2 separate regions of the Arachis hypogaea genome follow, and region 2 is linked to region 1. A link is a contact called in public Hi-C data. All regions are on one chromosome and are shown on one strand. Each heading gives the region's core, a stretch centred on a gene start, on an enhancer-like site or on the middle of the called end of the contact. The rest is flanking DNA. Distances are from core to core; before and after follow the strand shown. Region 1 holds the start of LOC112733343 (nuclear transcription factor Y subunit A-7). Region 2 holds the start of LOC112733348.

Region 1 (4,423 bases), core at 945-3,444:
TATAATAAGAAAGCACATTGCAGACCAGAAAGAAACTTAAAGCTCATACCATAGCCAGAACATCTCCAAGCTGTGCAGGTTTTTCAAACTGAACATTCTGGGAACCCGTGTCTGGATCAGAAGTTCCATTTGCAGAGGAAGACTGCATCTCTGATTCAGACTGTTGCTTCCCATCAGCTTCATTATCTGGATAAACATTTCAATACGATGATAAGATACTTTTTGTCCTCAGGATACCAGTAAGAACAAGTAACAAATAACGCAAAATTTCGGATAGTATAGAAAAGGAGACTCAATTTAAAATTAACAGAATAACTTAACAATCAACCTAGAAAAAGTAGAAGAAGCTGAGAAACAGATAAGCTTTTCTGTGAAGCATAGTACCAATTAAATTATAGGGAAGTGGAATATGTGTCATTATATGTCCTCAAGCAATAGACAAAAAGAAATAATTTCATTTTTGCTAGAAAACCAAATTTTTTTCAGCCAACAATGAACCAACAAAATAATGAATAAGAAAAGATTAAAAGGAGGAAAAGGGAAATTTAAAAGAAAAGAGGAATGATGGCTAATTGTTGGCTGAAAAGAAAGTTGGTTCCTAATCTTTTACCAGTTACATTTTTATTAACACAAATGATTCTATTGGATGTCCACAAAGAGACAACCCCAAGTGCATACTGATATTTTCATCCCATACCATCTGAAAATATGTTATTACCAAACCACATCCTGTACCTTCGACCATTTCTTGGTATTAAGAAATATAATACTTTGATTATACAAAAAAACAACACTAAAGCAGTCTCTATAGCATTCACAACAGCAGTTATGCATCTTTCCGACCACCAAGTTTACCCATTTCTGTCGAACAGGAAAATTTTCCTCTATCAACTCCATTAGAGCAGACTCAAGAAATAGCAAGAAATTTTTTTTTTTCTTTTTTCATTTTTTGTTAACTAAAACTTGGGACAAGAATGCAATCTACTTATTATTATGAATGAAAAAGGAACAATAAAATAATAATATGAATCAAAGAATATACATATGTAATACCAGTGATGTCATTAGCAGAGGTCATGATTTCCTAATCACCCTCAAACGTGCCCAAATCTGGAAAAAAGAACAGTCATTGTTAACCAAATTCAGGCTTATTGCAGCTACATCCCATACAAACAAAAACCACAGGTGCTTGAAATAAAATCCTAAACCCTAAACATAAAAATTAAATAAAATCTAAATGAGACATTACAAGTTACCATATATCTTGAGAAATTTTTGAAAGGGAGTCAAAGATAGTAAAACATCCAATTTATTGTCATGGATCAATCAATCTCTTGACTCTTGATCAATTTCAAAATCAAGAGAGTCGAGAAAGCTGATTCCAACATGTTTAATACAAATCCATCCACATTTCGTAAACACAACAAGGAAGAGGAAAATGCTTCAATTCCAGAGTATTTTAGTGGCAGGTTCAGCTACATATTAACATCAAGTGGACATTCTTGCTAATGATAAGTTTGACCCTAATAATGATGAATCAGGACACAATTCTAAAACCCCAATTCAAAACAAGAAACAGAGAGAACAGGACAACTGGATACCCTAAGGTTCTGTACACAAGTTGAAACAAGAAGAGGTCAGGTCAAACAGAAATTTTAAATTTGCAGGTAAGAGTGTAAGACCGGTAACAAAAATCACAGCTGGTGTCTTACTCCATATCCAGAAGATCATTCATTCAACGATAGAAAGCAAGCAAGAAAGGATAACATAACCAACCAACCAACCAACCAATAATAATCCAATTAGTGCATGAATTTCCCTCTAGTCTACCCGTCCGATTAGCATGCACAAGAAAGTAAAAAAAAGAACGAACAGGTAAAGGAAATAACCAAAATTAAAAACATAATAATAAGAAGACAATAAGAGAAATGAGGAGGAACAAAACCTGGAGTGAAGGAGAGTGAATAATTGAAGTTGATTGAGAAAGAGAGAGAAAGGAGGAAGGAATGTAGTTTATGGTGTTGGTGTTGCGGTAGCAGCAGAGAGTATGTGTGCGCTTTCACACAAAAACATACGCACTGCACTTCGCTGCACTAACCTGGGGCCCCTACCTATCCACAACAACCACCAATTTCTTCTCTCCCCTTTCTCCTTTTCCTTCCTTTTTCTTTTCTTTCACAAAATGTGTGGTTGCCAAATGGTTTGCTGACGTGGCAAAACAGAGATGTCTCCACGTTTCTTCGCTAATGACTCTACCGAATCATTACTAATTGGAAAAGTATATGGAGACAAAATGTGACCAGCCAACAAGTAAAGAAAACCGTTTAATTAAAATCACTTTTTGAATAATATATTTAAAAATCGTTTCTGAGATCACGGAGCACAAACTAAAATCCAATTTTTCATAAAACCCAAACACATTTTGACTGATTTTTGGCTGATATTTTGATTCCCTAGTTGTTCTCTTACTAATTAGGTTATGATGATACTTTAATTAGGTACGCACAACATTTAATTTAATTATACACTTTAATTTTGATATAGGGACTGTCATTCAATTATATCTGTTCGTTTAGATAATTATTCACGCGTTAATTTTTAAAAATAGTTATTTTAGCTAACAGAATAATATATAATTATATGTACATATAAAATTCATTTATATTATTCATATATTAAAATTAATTTTAGAGTAAAATTTCACTTCGATCTCTAACAATTTTACAAATTTTTTTCGCCCCTTAAACGAAAGTATAATCCTATCGCGACTCCTATTCATTATTTTCATCAGACATTCTGCCTCTTCTGTCAAAGTTTCTATCAACAATAGTATAATGACAACCTGACCCCTAATCATCACTAACATCTACCACCATGCTCTGCACTCTTTTTTTTTTTCTCTCCACCATTTTTGGCTACCATCATCACCAACATCCACCACTATTCTCTATTTTCGCTACACCACTCCACTGCCATCATTCTTCTTCTTTTTGATCGAACCAAAATCACAAACCCATATCTCTCTCCCTACTTCTCTATTCACTATTGACAATCCCGTGCCGCCACGATTACCCTCTCTCCCTTTTTTCTTCTCCTTATTCTCACAATCCCTCTCTCATTAGATTGTCCCTGTCTTTATTTAGTTTCATACTAAATTCCAAGTCTGCATTCCAAACAGAGAACTTTGTCTCTATTTGGTTTCATACCGATGCACCCCATAATCACCAACTCACTCTTTCACATAAAAATCGACACTTTAAGTAAATATCTATACTCATTCATCAAAATCTAGAAAAGGACAACTCATAAGATCATATCCCAAACCAAATTCAAATATTTAAACAGATAAAATTACTCAATTGAAAGGAGGTGGCAATGGGTTAGTGCAGCGAAAAAGAAGAAGAAGGTGACAGTGAGTTGGTGCAACGAGAACAGAGAATGGTGGTGGATGTTGGTGATGATAGTGGCCAAAAATGATGTTGAGGAGAAGGAGAGAGGAGAGTTAGCCTGGTGGTGTTCTGGTTCGCATAGAGGAGGAGAGGAGAAAAGAAAAGAAGAAAGGACAATTTGTCCATTAAATTTTTGACTTAACGGTCCATGTGGACAAGATCTGTTAACTCTAGATGGAGACATTAATGGAGGGGACAGTAAGTCTCACAGAGTTAATCGTCAAAGGTCGCGATGGGATTATGCTTTCATTAAGGGGCGAAAAGTAGGGGTGTACATGGCTCAGCCCGGCTCGGACCCGAATACTTTAGGGGCTAATTCAGTGTGATTTCATTGGGTCCAGATAAGGGTCTCAAAAATAGACTCCGTCATTATTTAGGGTTGGGTCCGAATCAAGGCAAACCCGGCTTCACCCGGCCCCATGTGCACCTTAAGGGACTAAAAAAGGTATATATGATTTAAATTAATTCCAATATTATGTTATATTAATTAAAAGCTTATTGTTTTATTTTTAATCACACTTAGTTGAATTAGAAAATAGATCAAAGAAGTACGAAATTAGAATTTATAGAAAAATTCAAGTTCAAATATGGATATCAACTTCTCGATAACAAGTATATTTTTTTCTTTTTTATAAATAAATGCATCATAATTTTTTGACATAAAGTTTATCAAGGTCCGAACTTCACCGATTTAGACCCGGTTTTAGTGTGACCCGAAAGTAGTATGATTTCATCAGGTTTAGGATCGAGTAAGAGTCTAAAAAATAGACCCGGTCATTATTTAGGGTTGGGTTCGGGTCAAGACAAACTCGATCTATGTACACCCCTAACGAAAAAGGATTTCATGAAATTATTAGGGGTCGGGGTGAGGTTTCACTCTTCATTTTAATTATTATTCTAGACTCGGCAAACCATCATGGGAATCAAAACACCATTAGACCAAACATGCAGGTCAAGGCCCAATGACTAACGAG
Region 2 (4,080 bases), core at 1,453-3,952, 180 kb after region 1:
TGAAATTCTACAGAGTGACTCTAATGTCATAAAATTTTCATTAAAAAACTTCGTGACATTTTGATGTTGTCAAAACCTAACAAAGATAAAAAAAATATATATTTTTGATGCATGACAAAGTATTTTTCTTAAAAAATAAAGTACTTTTATTCAATTTAAAATTTATTTGGATGTCTTTTACAAGAAGTACTTTTATTAAAAATAAAAAAGCAAAAACAAATTGATAAAAAATTTAATATTTAAATTTTAAAAACTCTTTTTAAAAAACCTATCTAGATGTGAAATAATTTGTCTCTTAAAAAAAGATTGATAAAAAAATAAGTACTTTTTCAAAAGCCAATTCAAACTAATCCAAAGATTTACTAGAATTCTTGAAATCTATCATGCTAGATTTTAGCTTGATTCAATGGTTTTGTTTTAGCCATTTTATTATCTTCACTGTTTTACAGGGTGACATTGGAGATGGACAAGATGTTCTCGTGAGAGTACATTCAGAGTGTCTTACGGGAGATATATTTGGATCTGCAAGATGTGACTGTGGGAGCCAGCTTGCTATTGCAATGCAGCAGATTGAGGCTGCTGGTAGAGGTGTATTGGTGTATCTTCGTGGACACGAGGGAAGGGGGATTGGATTGGGTCATAAGCTTCGCGCTTATAACTTGCAGGATGATGGACGGGACACCGTAGAAGCCAACGAAGAGTTGGGATTGCCTGTTGACTCAAGAGAGTATGGAATTGGTGCACAGGTAGATTTAGTAGATTACCGAATGATTGGAATATTGAATGTCTTAAACACTTAGCATTTTACACGTTTAAATTCATTGCGATTTTAAAAAAGAATTACAATATTTCAAGGTCAGCAGCAGCTATTCATCCTATTATTATCCTGAGCAACATAGAGTTTCAGATGTTTTTACTTCATTGAATTGATTAAAATAATCTGAGAATGTGCTTGCAGATACTGAGGGACTTGGGTGTTCGTTCAATGAAGCTGATGACAAACAATCCAGCAAAATATGTTGGGCTCAAAGGTTATGGTTTGACAATTTCTGGAAGGATTCCTTTGGTAGCACTTATTACAAAGGAAAACAGGAGATATTTGGAGACAAAGCGTGTGAAAATGGGTCATGTTTATGGACTTAAATCCAACAGCGAACTGAATCCAGACAGGGGCAATGGTAAACCCGGTGTTGATGATTCTAAGGGTGCAACTAGCCAATAGCCCTCTTTTTCCCTGCCAGCTGCACAAGTGGAAGAGGAGAGTGTAAATGTGTGTTTTTGCAGATGGACCTAAAGAGAGATAGATCACTGGAATCATGAATCTATCTCTGATTCAAATTTTTCCAGCTAGTTGGTTGATTTTTTCCTTGGGTGTTCTCTACTGTATTAGGTTTGCTCAAACAGTTTTTGCTAAAGTATAGTACCATGTAGCATGTATAATAGATTTAGGCATTGCTTGGACAATTTTGCCTTTGTGGTTATATATAGAGGTTTTTAATGTTTGGCAAAATACTTAACATGACGTATAAAGTTGTCGAGTTACAATTAAGAAAAAAAAATTGATTAATATTATTGGTTCTGTTAATATTTTATATTGAACACCTCTCACTTATTAGTTAATTTTTTTAAAGCTGAAAAATATTTAGATGTTGGGTATAAATAAGTTTTCTGTATAATTGGCCAAAAGTCCTCTATATGAAGATATGTTAAATTGAAATTTTTTGGCTCCAAGAAAAATATGTTTTCACAATGCTTGACAAATTGGAAAAATAGAAAAGAGATGGAGGAAGAGAAAATTATTTGATAATGTTTTATGTTTCGTTTTGGCAAGGAACCAGGTTGGATAGCATCATTTTGAATAAATACTAAATAGTATACCAATGGGAGTTAGAACTGGTACATCAACTGCATGAGCGACTAAGGCCAGTGAGGATGTCACCTGAAAATGAGGATACTGTGATATGGAAATTTGATAACACAAGTGTCTTTTCCACGAAGTCCTTTTTGCAGGTAATCCAAACGTTGTCAGAGGAGATCACGAGCTATAGTTTCACCAGTGCACTATGGAAAGGCTTGGTACCCCCAAGAATTGAACTGTTTGAATGGTTTGTGCTAGTTGGTCGAATTAATACTAAGGAGCAATTGACTAGATTAGGAGTTCATATTCATAGTGATAATATTTGCTGTGCCACAAGGGGGTAGAAAATGTTGAGCATCTATTTCTTCGGTGTGAGGTAACATGGTAGGTGTGGTGCTACTGGTTGCGATCCTTTAGTAGTGTTTGGGTTATCCCTGAAACCATGAAAGATCTTTTTGGGAGTTGGATTGGCATGCACGGCAGAAGACAAGGACAGAAGCTGTGAATGGTGGCGTTCTTTGCAGTGATCTGGAACATCTGGTTGGAACGTAATGCCAAAATTTTCAAAAATGCACGGGCAAGTATTGACTCCATTCAAACAAAGACGGTGTTGAGTTACAAAGAGTGGTATGGCTGTGATGGCTTCGGGAGTTGTTAGCTGAGTCGAAGGTGTATAAGGAGATTGGTTGCTTTGTCTATAGCGTTTATGTTTTTATGTTTGTTTGTTTTACTCCACCTTAATGTATTGAGCTTTCTCTATTTCAAAAAAAAAAAAAAAAAAAGTATATCATAGGCTCTCCTCACGCTGTGCTGTGAGCCAGTGTATGATTTCACCAACGGGGACCAACCTAGCATATACTTCTAAATAAACATTTTACTGCAGGCCTGGCCTGCAACTTTTGGCACTAAAATAAAAGAAAATATTTATATGCAAGACAACATTAAGTGTCATGTAAGGGCAAATCTGAAACACTGAGCTAACAAACACAGAAGACAGAACTAGTTCCCTCAACAAATAACGGAGTGTACATTTGAAAATTTAAAGTTTTAAACTGTCAAATCTCTTTTCTTTTCTTTCAATTAACAAAAATTCAATTATTCAAGTAATTGTCTTTTGCTTTTCCGCAGTTCAATTTATCTTTTCCTACATTTATTTAATGATAAGTTTCCGTTCAACGGCTAGCAGAAATAGAGACATTTCACTTTATGAAACGACGTGGTCCCTCTGACCCTCTCTACGTTTCGTGAGACCAACAATTCCGTAGCCACTCCGTATGTGTCGCCGAAACTAAATAAATAAATAAATAATCAAAATTCGCATTCGCATCACCTAGAAAATATTTCAATCTCCCCATCTTTATTATTCTTCATTTTAATTAATTTTCTATATCTACTTTCGACCGTTACGACTTTCTTTAACTAGAATCCATCCAACGGTTCAGAATTCGTGAACATTCTGACCACACGTAGGGTCCAGATTCAAAGACAGCTGTACCAGCTTGCTCTCTCAGCTTTCACACTACTCCGCGTGTCGTGTGCTACGCTTCAAGCATCAAGCTAAGGCAACTCTACCGTTTGATTCACCCTTGATCATCAACCAAACGAATCAACGGCTCACAAATGATGATGCACCACGCACCGCGTCCCCACTACGCGGTTACACACTTAAGCTTCTATAAATAGCCCTCAAACCCTTTCTTGAACTTCACCACTATCACATTCCACTACTAAAACTCTCTATTCAATTGAAGTCTCTCTTTCTTACTCTAAAATCTGTTGCGCAATAGCTCTCTCTAGAATCTCTCATTCTACGATGGCAACCTCCATGGCTGCGTTAATGCTAGTAGCTGCATTGTTAGTTAGCTCCGTCGTGGCTCAATCTCCGGCATCTTCTCCCACTAAGACGCCTGTAGCACCTTCTCCGAGGAAGACTTTGCCGGTTCCATCAGTTTCTCCTTCTGCAAATTCTCCGCTGTCATCTCCTCCTTCTCCCATCGGAGGCGGCCCATCTCCTTCGCCCTCTGCCGGTATCAGCTCTCCTCCATCTCCTTCTCCGTCTCCCTCTGGCTCGCCGTCCAGCTCTCCTTCCGATATCACTCCCTCATCCATCTCCGATTCTCCATCTGAAGCTCCTAGTCCTTCTGGAAACCCTGGAAGTGGCGCCGCCGAATTGAACAGATTCACCGCCGCTGGATTTGCTGCAGCCATAGTTGTAGCTGGGG

The links. A called contact is a pair of places that touch in the nucleus more often than the background predicts.
Region 2: a contact with region 1 is called in a Hi-C map of leaf, with 4 times the contacts expected there. The contact joins the promoter of LOC112733348 here to the promoter of LOC112733343 in region 1. A contact is called at or near these places in 2 of 8 Hi-C or Micro-C datasets (both in leaf).

What each region holds. Positions count from the first base shown.
Region 1 is chr13:128,817,671-128,822,093 of arahy.Tifrunner.gnm2.J5K5, forward strand. It overlaps LOC112733343 (nuclear transcription factor Y subunit A-7), which reads right to left and starts at 2,195. Exons shown (of 6, transcript XM_025782269.2): 1 at 1,946-2,195; 2 at 1,054-1,110; 3 at 50-186. The coding sequence starts at 1,078.
Region 2 is chr13:129,000,868-129,004,947 of arahy.Tifrunner.gnm2.J5K5, forward strand. LOC112733348 reads left to right here and starts at 2,703. Exons shown (of 1, transcript XM_025782276.3): 1 at 2,703-4,080. The coding sequence starts at 3,672. It overlaps LOC112733347 (bifunctional riboflavin biosynthesis protein RIBA 1, chloroplastic), which reads left to right. Exons shown (of 7, transcript XM_025782274.3): 6 at 450-746; 7 at 959-1,510. The coding sequence ends at 1,222.